Regions from separate parts of the Hordeum vulgare genome. Here region 1 is linked to region 2. The links are chromatin contacts, called in public Hi-C maps. All regions are on one chromosome and are shown on one strand. Each heading gives the region's core, a stretch centred on a gene start, on an enhancer-like site or on the middle of the called end of the contact. The rest is flanking DNA. Distances are from core to core; before and after follow the strand shown. Region 1 holds the start of LOC123439514. Region 2 holds the start of LOC123439560 (autophagy-related protein 3).

What was found. A called contact is a pair of places that touch in the nucleus more often than the background predicts.
Region 1: a contact with region 2 is called in a Hi-C map of seedling, with 6 times the contacts expected there. The contact joins the promoter of LOC123439514 here to the promoter of LOC123439560 in region 2. A contact is called at or near these places in 2 of 6 Hi-C or Micro-C datasets (leaf and seedling).

What each region holds. Positions count from the first base shown.
Region 1 is chr1H:387,265,266-387,271,724 of MorexV3_pseudomolecules_assembly, forward strand. It overlaps LOC123439514, which reads left to right and starts at 2,144. Exons shown (of 3, transcript XM_045116226.1): 1 at 2,144-2,409; 2 at 3,480-4,780. The coding sequence starts at 3,693. The coding sequence ends at 4,631. LOC123439484 (8-amino-7-oxononanoate synthase) reads right to left here and starts at 2,050. Exons shown (of 10, transcript XM_045116206.1): 1 at 1,796-2,050; 2 at 1,380-1,492; 3 at 1,176-1,283; 4 at 856-1,094; 5 at 713-754; 6 at 490-577; 7 at 276-409. The coding sequence starts at 1,991.
Region 2 is chr1H:387,538,908-387,545,445 of MorexV3_pseudomolecules_assembly, forward strand. It overlaps LOC123439560 (autophagy-related protein 3), which reads left to right and starts at 4,157. Exons shown (of 10, transcript XM_045116260.1): 1 at 4,157-4,515; 2 at 4,620-4,690; 3 at 5,000-5,116; 4 at 5,207-5,376; 5 at 5,472-5,557; 6 at 6,032-6,083; 7 at 6,185-6,250. The coding sequence starts at 4,355.

The DNA of each region.
Region 1 (6,459 bases), core at 894-3,393, 280 kb before region 2:
AAGCCATGTAGTGTGGAGTACTGATGTTCCAAAGTCTAGTGTCCAGTACCATAAATATACAGTGTTGCAGATGTGCATAACAAGTTATCTCCTGTTCATTGAATTATAAGCATGAGGTACTGTGTTGCAAATTTGCCAAAGCTAACTTAGATGACATGATCCAGAACCTTGAAAATCACTTTATATGAATTTTTTTACTAAAATCAGTACCGCGATGTACAGAAGTGTGTGCATTCATACTACAACCTGATCTAAGTGTCTGTAAGTCTGTTTACCTGCATGCTACAAACCCACCCTGGCAGCCAGCAGCCTTGCTTAAGGTGCCAACACTTATGTCAATTCCACTCTCACATTCAAGCAGCTCGGGTACACCACCACCATTATCACCACAAACAAGTGTTCCATGGGCCTGTTCAAGGAAAATCACAACAAAATCGATCACTAAGAAACTCTGCAAAAATGTATCTGAGAGGAGATAAAATTACTAACATCATCGATGACCAATAAAAATCCATACTTCCTACGTAGTTCCACAAGTTCAGGTAATGGAGCAAGATCACCATCCATGCTAAACAAGCTGCATTGTATCAATAAAGGAGCATCTGAATTTGGGTGCTCTGACATTATGCATGCCTCGAGCATGCCTCTACTACTTCACACAAACATAAATGTACTTCTTCGGCGAGGAAATTAAATCCGAGAAAAAACTTGCCTGTCTGTGACAACAACTTTCTTTTCTATTGAGCAACTGGACCTGCATGGACAATGATATTGTATTTGTAGCTATCTTAGTTCATGGTTACATATGGCATATTATGCAATAATCATATTATGACTGAGAAGTGAAAAACATACAGGAGGAAATCAAGATGAGACATGTCACAGTGCTTGTAGACAAACACTACAGCTTCTTGCTGACGCTCAATAAGGCGAATCCCATCGATGATCGAAGCATGATTCAGAGCATCCGAAAAAATAGCAATTCTCTCGTCCTTTGCGGGTTTCCTGCCAACCGCCAAAAGAGAGCTGATACTTCCCAGAGCAGTCATCACAGCCATATTGGCAGAAAATCCGGTGGGGCAGAGAAGGCAATCCTGTAAAAAAAAACTCTAACGTGAGGATGCAAAACTTGTGAAGCAATGGCTACTTGAACTCAAAACTCTATGCCACTAGACCTCTTTTTTCTTCAACTCTGCCAATGATTCCTCCACCAACTTGTGATAAGTAGTATACCCACAAATCAACGCGGAGCCTCTAGGGCCCATGCCGTACTCTTGAGCTGCCTAGCAAACGCACCCAATCGTTAGCTCAAGCAGAGACTCTTCGATTCAGAGTACTCTACAGACCTAACAATCGCAACGGGCACAGAACTTGCACACCTTCGCTGCGGCCTCACGGACTGCCGGATGCGAGCTGAGTCCCATGTAGTCATTCCCGGAGAAAAGAATGAGCTTCTCACCCAGCTCCTCTTCCTGGCCACTGGCCTCGCCACCTAAACCAAACATGCCCGTGAACAATCCATGTAGTGAACCAACTACTAGTAAATCTTCGAAGTTAACTATGATCGCAAAACAATGAGCACGAACAAACTCTGCAGCTTGTTCTGACAGCTAACAGCCTAACAGGGACACAGTCACACAGCAAGGCAGTAAACCATATCCTAACCTGACAGCTAACAGCCTAACAGGGACAGTCACACAGCAAGGAAGGCAGCAAGCAACACGCAAAAGGAATTAAGCGGAATTGTCTGGGGTATTATTACGAGCAAGCGTGGGATATTGACGCTGCTGCGGACCTTCAGCGAGCCACTGGTGGAGGGTGGCGCGGTCGAGGCGGATCTCGACGGCGGCGCGGTCCCACGGCCCGGGGCCTGGGAAGGTCTCCGGCGGCGCGAGCGGCGGCGCCAGGGAGATGGGGCGCGTGGCACGCAGGAGGCTCTTGGACGCCAGCTCGCCGAGCGCGGCGTCCACGAGCGCGTCCCATTGCGCCATTCCGTCCAACAGGCGGCCGCCACTTCCTCCTCGCTGGTGGTGGGGCGGAGAGGACGAGGCGCGGACACGGAGAAAGGTCACGTGACAGAGCGGTTGGCCCACGCTTCAGCGACCAGCGGCACGTCAGCCTGCTCAATGAGGGTCGGCCCAAGTTACGAGGAGGCGGCCCGAGACTTTATTGGGCCGCAGGGCGACAGCCGAGCCGATTGTGTTGTACTCGGCTGCGTGATGACGCTCATCGGGGTCTCAGTTTCCCTGAAAAAACAGTCGTCGTTCTTTCTCGGGCAAGCCGCCTCGAGCTCTCCCTCGAAAAAAAGAGACCGCCTCCACCACCACCAGCTCTCCACTCCGGCGACTCGAGCGTTCCTCTCGCAGAAGGACGGCGGTTCTGATCGGCGGTTGCTAGCGTCACGTGTAGGTGCGCCTCCCTCTCGCCCTCCCGACTCCTCCTCTCCCGATCTCAGACACGAAGTTCCTCGTCTGCACGCTTGTTTATGCATGGTTTCTGCTATGTCCTGTCACAGTTATGCCGGATCCGTCTATTATACTCGCGCGTGGTGTTCCAGCCTAGCTTTCCGATGTTTTTCGTGCCTGATTTTTTGATGAACTGGTGATGGCATACTGCTGCTCTCGCTTTGTAGGGTTTCAGTTCAGCCCCTTTATTTTGAGCACGATCGAGGCGAAATAGTTCGTGCCATTGCCTGGTTTTACATGGTTCTTTGATACTTTGTGTGGACCTGGAATAGGACATGTTTGTGGCATGCTTGTTTACTTCAGATGGGAGAACTGTGACTGTCCTTACCGGCTAATTTTATTTTGGCAAACACATTGATGGATTCCTGTCTTTTCTAGTGCGATGATTGCTTTTCTTTGAGCCACGAGCTTGGGATTTGAGAATGATTCTTAGCTCTTGTCAGCTGCCAGTTTGTCACTGGGTATGCAGTAATCTGTCTTTGGATTGTCTACTTCTTGTTGCTTAGTTCAGAACTGTTGTTATTTTTCTGAAAATCTGTAAGTTTTCACGGGGGAATTCGAACAGCATATTTCATAAAGGTTGAAGGATGTGGAAATTATGAATACTTGTGTTTACGAATTTGCACGTGACTGTGTGCTTTTGATATTTTAATTGGCAGTTTATATACATTGAAAATTCAAAAAAAAAATTTATATACATTACGTGTTCTTGTTCAGGCTCTCTGTTATGCGGCCAGCCAATATAAGAGCTGGTTCGCAGGAAAAAGATGTTTGGTGTCACGTCATGATTTTTTTGCCCCAGTTGTTACTGTTCTTGTCGTGCTGCTGTACTGTGTGGATATATAGTTTGCGTGCCATCTACTTATATACAGTCATGAAAACGTTGACTTTATTCTGCTTTTACATAGGGCTTGCTCGTAATTTTAGGCAGAGCTTTTCTCAATTTTAGATTTAGATGCCAAAAATTGTTTGAATGCCCCCTGTCGGTGAGTTTTCTTAATGTTTCTGTTACAGAATGGCTTCATCTCGCTTATTGGTAAAACTGAAGAGGTGGATATGGTTTATGCTAAAGCCAAAGGTGTTGCCAGGATGCTGGTTAGTGTCCTAGATATTGAACTAGTTCCAGATGAGGTTGTTTGGACCTTTGAAGGGATGAGATACACCCTCTAATTGGAGATTGAGAGTCCTACACTTTTTGATGTCCCTGACTCTGATAAAGATACTCATATGACTGATGGTGATGATGCCAGTGGTTCCAAAGATAATGCAGAGGGGTCAAAAGACTCAGGTTCCAATGATTTCCCTAAACACACTGCTACTCCACAGCAAAACCAGCCTCATCCTGGTAATGATACTGGTCCAAACAACACTATTGTGCACAGGGATTTGCGGTTTGGTGCTTTTGATCCCGCCTCCGCGCCGGCAAAATTTGGTTCTTGGGCGGAGTCGCCTAGACTGCCGAGATTTGCGGGGAAGACTTCCAACAATTTCAAGGGAAGCGTGCAGTCTAACTCTGCGCTGAAACCGCTGTCGTTGGAGGAGTATCTGGTCGGAGCTAAGGCTACGTCGACGACGCTTCCTATTGTGCTTGGTGCACCTGTTACGTCGGCTAGCGCTGGACTTATGGAGGTATGCACTGCTGATGGGCTCGGTCACCCAACCGGACAGCCGCAGGTTGCCGATTTGTCGCAGTGTTCGCAGCTGCTTGCGGACAAAGCAGCAGCCTTAATTGGACATGCAGCTGCCCCTGCAGGGGTCGAGGAGTCGGCACATCAGGGTCTGCAATGCGGTGTTGTACCAGCGTTTGAACTGCCAGCTTCGGTTGCAAGTTTGGGAGGAGCATCAGTACATGAACCGACTCATGTTGAGGATGCGGCGCTGGCCTGCGGCGGTGCGGTGGCTACCGCACGAGCTGTCGAGACAATTCCCAATTTGGCCATGCATGAGGTTTTTAATGCTGGGGAGGGCTGCGTTGCTGCTGTACCTCAGCATGCTCCAGCGGCGGCCCAGGTTGTTCCTGTCGACGCGCTGGCCAGGAGTGGCAGGTGCAGCCCTTGTTGCTGCTCAGCCCGACGACGTGGTGGATGTCTTTACGGAGGGTACGCCCATGGCGGGAACCGAAGTACCTACTGCCGTTGCACCAGAGTCTGGACCGATCTCGGTTGATGATGTCATAGCATTCGGAGGTGTTCCCAAACCGATGGGTCTGGAAAGACGATCTAGTCAACGGGTTCAGTCTCAAGCAGATGTGGATGACTTGCAGATTGGACGGGCGATGCATATGGCCAAAATGAAGGAGTTTCAAAATTCAATAGGTATGACTTTTAATACTGAACACTCTATTCTTCATTTTACTCCGCAAGAGATTCTAGATAATGCGAAGGCAGTGGGGGTGACTTTGGGTGAGACTAGCCAACAAGTTTCAAAATCCATCAATGACTTATTAGACTTAGAAGTTGATAGGGCTTTGGATATTATTCGAAACTTAGCGGTGGTTCGACCTATGAATGATAAGGAGATATCAACTATGGGGGATTAAATTTATTATGTCAAAACTTAGTCCCTGAGGAGGAGTCTAACCAGTCGCATGTAGCGTTTGATGATTCCAATATTACTAATTCGCATCTTACTGATACGGCCAAAGATATTCATGGTTATATGGACCAGGAGTATGCTTCGGATAAGCCAAAGAGGCGAAGAGTTTATCCAGTTTCGGCTGTTCGTAGGAGTGCTAGATTCAGGACTGCTAAAATTTTTTATGATGAAATATGAAAGGACTTTTTTGGAATAGCAGAGGTCTGAGAGACTTGGCTAAAATTAGGTTCCTTGCAGAATCAACGTTACAGCATAGTCTTGACTTCATCGCGTTGATGGAGACGGGGCGGGACAACTTCACATCACATTTTCTCAACTCCCTTTCCGGAGGAGTGGATTTTGAATGGCACTGTCTTCCTCCAAGAGGAAGGTCTGGAGGGATCTTACTTGGGGTTAGATGCAATACACTTCAACTGCGAGAAGTTATATTAGGTGACTTCACGGTAAAATTTAGAATTAGGAACAAGGAAGATGGGTTTCAATGGGCTCTAGTAGCGGTTTATGGTGCCGCTCAAGCGGAGCATAAACCAGCTTTCTTGGCTGATCTGGTTAGAATTTGCGATGAAAATCTACCACTTGTGGTGGGTGGGGATTTCAATATCATCGGGAGAGCTGATGAGAAAAGCAATGATAATTTCGATGGTAGATGGCCTTTTATGTTTAATACGATTATAGAATCTACGGGAGATTGAACTCTCCGGTAGAAAATATACTTGGGCCAATTCTCTACATAACCAGACTTTTGAAAAATTGGATAGAGTATTAACGAGTGTTGACTGGGAGCAGAAGTTCCCTTTGATCACGGTTTGTGCTATGCAGAGGGCTATATCTGACCATACTCCACTATTGTTAGACTCTGGAAATGCCACTCACAAAGGAAAAAAAGATGCTTTCTCCTTTGAGGCTAGTTGGTTCACCCGTGAGGGTTTTTTAGATATTATTGCTAGAGAATGGAACAAACATACGGATGGGACATCTAGTGTCGACATCTGGCAACGCAAAATCCGACACCTTAGACAATTCCTGAGAGGTTGGGCTAAGAATGTGTTCGGACAGTATAAAGATGAGCAAGACCGACTGCTTCACTTTATAGATGCCCTGGATCGGAAGGCTGAGACCGACATGTTGGATGAGCATGAAAGGTTGTCAAAAAATGAGGCCGAACAGAGGGTGCGTGTTCTCCTCAGGGAGGAGGAAATGAAATGGGCTGTCAGAGCCAAGGTTAGGGCAATTGTCCAGGGGGACAACAACACAAAGTTTTTCCACTTGATTGCAAATGGCAAACATAGGAAAAAGAGAATCGTACAACTCGAGCAAGATGAGGGGACCATAGTAGGGCATGAGAACCTAAAACTTTATATCACAAATTATTATAAACGGTTGTTTGGTGCTCCAGGAC
Region 2 (6,538 bases), core at 2,907-5,406:
ACTATTAAAAGGGGGTGAGGTATTATGATGAATTGGTTTCTCAAGTGCTTAGAGATAGCTACCAAAAATATTCAGTCATTCTCCCACAAAAATCTTTGTCCCAAGCCAAAATAGCAAAATCGATGCCACCAACTTTTCGCACTTGGCTATATCGATTTTTCCAGTGACACATCCTTTGCCAAACCCCAATCTCTCGATACCATCAACTTTCATATCAGTGCCACCGAAAAGCATGTGACCAACTTTCCGTTGAGCAGATTTCAAGAATCGGATTTTTTGAATTTGAAATCGGTCTCACCGAGATTCAGAAACTGCTCCAGGTCATCGAATCGATACCATCGAGATTTATATATCGCTCTCACCGATAATTCAAAAGTTGCCACATTTAGTGCAACTCGATACCACCAAGATTCATTTTGGTGTCACCGATTTGGGCAATAATGTTATAACGGTTGGATTTTGGGGGGTGCCTATATATACCCCTCCACCTCCTCTCATTCGCAGAGGAAGCACTTAGAACACACACCCACTAGCTAGATCCATTTTTCTGAGAGAGAGCCACCTACTCATGTGTTAAGATCAAGAGATCCCAATCCAACCATTTGAAACTTGATCTCTAGCCTCCCCAAGTTGCTTTCCACAAAATCAATCTCTCCTACCCATGTCAAATCTGTGAGAGAATGACTGAGTGTTGAGGAGACTATCTTTTGAGGCACAAGAGCAAGGAGTTCATCGTTCTACGCATCTATTACCTTTTGGAGGATAGTGCCTCCTAGATTGGATAGGTGTCGCTTGTGAGCCTCCTACTTTGTGTTGTGGAGTTGAACCAAGAAGTTTATACGGGCAAGGAGATCACCTACTTCGTGAAGATCTATCGTGAGTGAGGCTAGTCTTGTGTGGACGTAAGCCATGGTGGAGTAGATAAGGTCGCTTCTTCATGGATCCCTTGTGGGTGGAGCCCTCCGTGGACTCTCGTAGCCGTTACCCTTCGTGGGTTGAAGTCTCCACTAACATGGACGTACGAATAGCATCACCTATCAGAATCACGCCAAAAATCGTCGTGTCATTTTTTGCGTTTGATCTTCCTAAACTCTACTTCTTACTTACCTGTGCAAATTCTTTACTTTTCCGCTGTCATATTTGTTGACTAGCATGTCTAGGGTGCACTAGACTTGTTAGAACAGCTAAAATTTGCCAACAATTAAAATTGGTAAAAGGCTAGGATTTTAATTTGTGCAAGTAATCTATTCACCCCCTCTAGACACCCCTTCTAACGATCCAACATGGGGGGGTTGTGTTTTCGCGGGTCGGAGGGAGAATTTTACCGTGCATCTTAATTTTTTTATGGGTCAAACGCTTTTAAGGTTTCTGTTCGGGTCACTCTTTTGTCCAAAATCGCAAACTAGCGGTTATTTGCGGGTTGGGGAAATTCAAGGGGTATGCTAGAGTTGCTTTTATCAACTTATACCGCTTGTTGACTTGTGTTACGTTGACATGTTGTTATCAACTTATATGCTTGCTGAGAGCAACTCCAATGGGGCGACCCATTTTGTCCACCGCCGTCCGTTTGGGTCGGCGCGGACAAAAATGATGGCCCAACGCGCCGACCCATTGCCAAAACATGTCTGCTTCGTGTCCACGCTGACCCATTTTCGACCCAAATTTGGGACTGAAATGCGTCGGCGCGGACGCGCGTGCGCCCCCTCGGTGTCCGCCCCAACCACCGCGGTCAACATAATTTATGACGGCCGCCATCCTCAGGCCCACGTGTCAACGATCACGACCGGCCTTTTTTAATCCGAGTGCGCGGTGGGTTCCGCCATCTGCTTCCAGAACCCCGCCCGCCCACATCCAGCCACCTCCTCGGCGACCAAGAAACCGAAACCCTAGCACACCATGGTCGTCGGCTTCCCAAACAAGGGCAAGGCCCCGCTCTACCCCCATGCCATCTCCCCGCCGTCGTCTTCCCACCGGCCTCGCCAGCGCATGAGCGTCCCGGTGCACCAAAGCGCGGTGGCACTGGGAGCATCGCGTGTCGCTCCCTTACCCCGATGTCACGCTGTCGCACGATTGGCATTTGGATCCGGAGAGGATATCGGTGCCGGCCGTGGCGCGGTCGGCGCGGGTGCATGCAGAGGAGTTGAGTCGTCGTCAACGTCTGCTGACGGCGGAGCAGCGTCGAGACCCCACATATGCGGCTGACTACCCTAACTGGGAGGTGTGGTTCGCAGTGGAGCACGAAGAGCAACGCCGTCGTGGCATGTGTGAAGTGCAGCCAGGAGGCCCTCCGCCGCCCCTGCCCGTCGTCAGCGACGAGGACCAGGAGGCTGAGGCCACCTACCAGGCGGCGCTCGTTGCCGTTCTGTGCGACAGCGAGGAGGAAGCGCAGCGCAGGGCCGACGAGGAGGCGACGTACCAGCAATAGCTCGCGGAGGCCATCACACTGTCGGCCACGACGACTGCGTCGTTCCACCTCCGCCGAAGCCCGAGCCCGTGGAGCCGCGAGAGGTCTACCAGTGGACCGGCGTCGCCCAGGAGTTCGGGACGGCGCCGCCCATCTGGCTGGGTGTGACACCGCAGCAGGAGCAGGCCTACCTCAAGCATTGGAGGTCGCAGCACCTGCTGGCGGAGCGCCCCGAAGGCCTTCGGCTCATGCAGGTGGAGAAGGAGGAGGAGGAGGAACGACGGGAGGCGGAGGCGAAGGAGCGTGCCCGTGCTGCTACTCTGCCACCGCCACCAGCACAACCCGCGCCGGCGGGACAGACTACGGAGGCGCACGCAGCTGCGCTCTGAAACTCGACGTTGCCCTGGACCGGCCCTGTGCCTACGCTGGTCGATCTCACTGGCCCCGACGACGACGAGGACGCCTAGGGCTGCGTGGACGTAGTTTTAGTTTTTTTATGTTTATTTAATGTAATGCGGACGCGTGGACTATCGCCGGCCTTAGTGGCCGGCTTTTAATGTTTAATTATGCATTATGTATTTTTTCGCACGCCGGCAAAAATGGGTCCGGCCAGCGTTGGGCGCACGGGCCGATCCATTTGTGGAAGCGGACATTCGTGTCCGCCTAACCGGTCCAAACGGACAAAAGTCGGACAAAATCACCGTCCGTTTGGGTCGACCCGTTGGAGTTTCTCTGATGCTATTATCTAAGGGAAGACATGTTGTTGTAAGCTGTTGTTATTCATAGCAAAAGAGTCCGTGCGTTGCAACGAAAAAGAAAATAACACACGCTCTGAACGCAATATATTTTCACATGACATCACATTTGTGTTGCCGACGATGATTTTAGTGCTCACACAACGAAAACGCGTTTGAATGTACAATCTCTCGGAATAAGATGAGAAATATGTTGTTTCTCCCCACGAGATTTTTCAAAGCTGTGCAAGTGTGGTTCACGATGTTTTCTTTCCTCTCAATTTGGTTTTAATTTAATGGATATTTATTGCAATTCGTATCGTCGTCGGAAAGAGAGAAAAAAAAGGACCGTACAATACAGATTAAGTTTGCACCAAAAATAGTATTTAAGAAGTATTCAACAGCTAAAAATAACATCCTATTTAGATTCTACATATTTTTTAATCAAATTTTATATATAGCATGTTAAAATCGGAGATTAATTTTGTTTTAGATAAAATTTGGATTGATTAACTGAAAAGTTAGGTTTTTTTTTGTTAAAATACGGAGGGCGGGTTGATTACCTGAAACATCAAGAGGTTTTCTAAACAATGCAAAAAAGATTCGTTTTCTGACTTAAATCCGGACTGCGGGGTGATTACCTGAAACATGAGGAGATTTTCTGAAAAATGGAAAAAACGCTTCGTCTTCTGACTTAAATCCGGACCGCGGGTTGATTTCAGAAAACGTCGAGGGGTTTTCTGCAAAACAACCACGACGGACGACAGAAGCACTCCGTGCTTTAATTAGGGAGAGATTGTAATTTTGCAATAAGCCCGGCCTCATGATTCAGGTTTTTTTTACGCCGAGGCGGGTTTTTTTTATCCGGGCTAGGGCTTATATTTTAGCTTACGTCCGGGCTTCGGGCCGGGCTCAACCGTCCTGAGTCCAACACCCCGACTCCCAACTCCCACAGATCACCCTAGAAAAAATACCTCCCACCGATCGTGCGTATTCCAACTCCGATAGCGTACTCCCCCTCCAGAAAAAACTCCGGTAGCGTACTACTAGAAAACAGCAGAGACGGCTCTGGCCTGCTCCACCTTCTCGCCGGTGCCTTCTGCTCGAGGCAAACGGAACTCCTCCTCCTCCTCCTGCCCCTCTCTCCCACGCTTCCCCCTTCGTCTCCGTCGACAGGAAGCAAACAGGAGAGGGGAGGCGAGGCGAGGCGGCGACGATGCAGGTGAAGCAGAAGGTCTACGAGCTCTACAAGGGGACGGTGGAGCGGGTCACGGGCCCGCGCACCGTCTCGGCGTTCCTCGAGAAGGGCGTCCTCTCCGTCCCCGAGTTCATCCTCGCCGGCGACAACCTCGTGTCCAAGTGCCCCACCTGGTCCTGGTGCGCCCCCTCGCCTCCGCGGTTCAGGGATTTTGGGGGGTTTCCGGGCGGGGGGTCGGGCGTCTGATTGATCTGATAGTTTGGTGGGTGCCTGTGTTGTGCAGGGAGAAGGGCGATCCGAGCAAGAGGAAGCCGTATCTCCCCTCCGATAAGCAGTTCCTCGTCACCAGGAACGGTATGTATGCTGCTGTCGAATTGAATTGCGTCAAGATGTGATCCATGCTTCCTGTCTAGTATTTCATTCGATTTGGTGGATGCTGCGTTGGGGGATAGAATTGGTTGTTATCCCCGTGTGCCGATGGGTAGTTACAAGTGTAGCAGGCATGTTTAGTCATATTTCTGTACTGCTAGTCGAACATTGTTGGCTGATGAAAAAGATAAATAGGGACATAGTTAGTAGAACGGTCATGGCTTCAGAAAATCCGGGTTGGTTGCTCATTATTTGTTCTTACAAGTGGACTCATAATTATGGTTTTGTTTGCAGTGCCTTGCCTAAGACGAGCCATGTCGGTCGAGGAAGAGTATGATGCAGCGGCGGCTGAGGTTGTCCTTGATGATGACGACGACGGCGAAGGCTGGCTCGCAACACATGGGGTGCAAGGTTGATCTCTCAGTGTCAATGCTGCTTTGTTTTATGCTGTTGATTGTATGGGCTGAACTCCCTTTTGTTTCCTCCGCCGGTAATGTTTAGCATCAGAGTCGAAAGAGGAGGAAGACATTCCGTCTATGGATACATTGGACATAGGGAAAGTCGAAGAGATCAAATCTATCCCCTCGTACTTTGGTGCTAGTGAAAAGCCAGATGAGGAGGAGGATATACCTGACATGGACACCTATGAAGACACAGGAGATCATTCAACAGTGAGGCCATGAACCTATCATTGATATGCTAAGCAAGGCTGACAAAATTCGGAACTGTTAACGATTTCCGTTTTGCCTTTGTCATCTCATTTCAGGCTACCCCTCAGCCTTCATATTTTGTCGCAGAAGAGCCTGATGATGACAACATTCTTCTTACTAGAACATATGATGTCAGCATCACGTAAGCTTTATCTTATCTGTGTATTTTGATTTAACTTTTTTGTATAAATTGGTTAGTGCTAGTGCTTAGTTGTTTGATTGGTGTGTAGTTCTGTACTATTCGTATAAAGCTTATCTGTGTATTTTGATTTACTTTTTTGTATAAATTGGTTAGTGCTAGTGCTTAGTTGTTTGATTGGTGTGTAGTTCTGTACTATTCGTAGATACAACTATACAAACGTGGAAATTTATGTGTTCTTCTAAAGCCGGCCTGTGCTTGGAGCACAGTGAGTTATGGTTCACCTGATAGGCTGATACACATTCGATTTGCCATATATTTTCCAACATTTTGAGAATTAACTTGCTGTTGTGTTGAAGGATTACCATAGTTAATTTGCTTAACTAGATCGCCCACTTAGTTCTGTTTGCTTTGTCATATCATTGGTGTGTTTCACACTCTTATTGGAAAAGTATATAAGTAGTTCTTGTACTGCAGATATGACAAGTACTATCAAACTCCACGTGTCTGGCTTACAGGCTATGATGAGGTAAAGTATTGGTGCACCCAGGAAGTGCATTTTACATGTAGTTGTTGTTGTCTTGCTTGCTGCAGCTAAACTTGATGTGCTTTTTTTGTTTGCCATTGTAGGCAAGAATGCCATTAAAGCCTGACCTTGTGTTTCAAGATATCAGTCAAGACCATGCACACAAAACGGTAAATTTCTAGCTATCTTGTTTTATTTACCTCAGTTTTCTGACATGCCATATTTACCTCGGTTTTCCGACATGTCTAGTGAAATACACAAATAGCTAATTTATCCCACATCAGTAAGTTGGCATCCGTGACTTCCTTAATAGTCATGCTTATAATTTCTACTTAGTCTCCAGTGTCATATAAAACTGTGCATATTAACCCAAAGAAGCAGAAAGTGTGCTTTAGAAAATACTCCGCAATTATTCATTTTTTTACTTCTTCAATGGTATAGTATTCTAGAATTTCTGC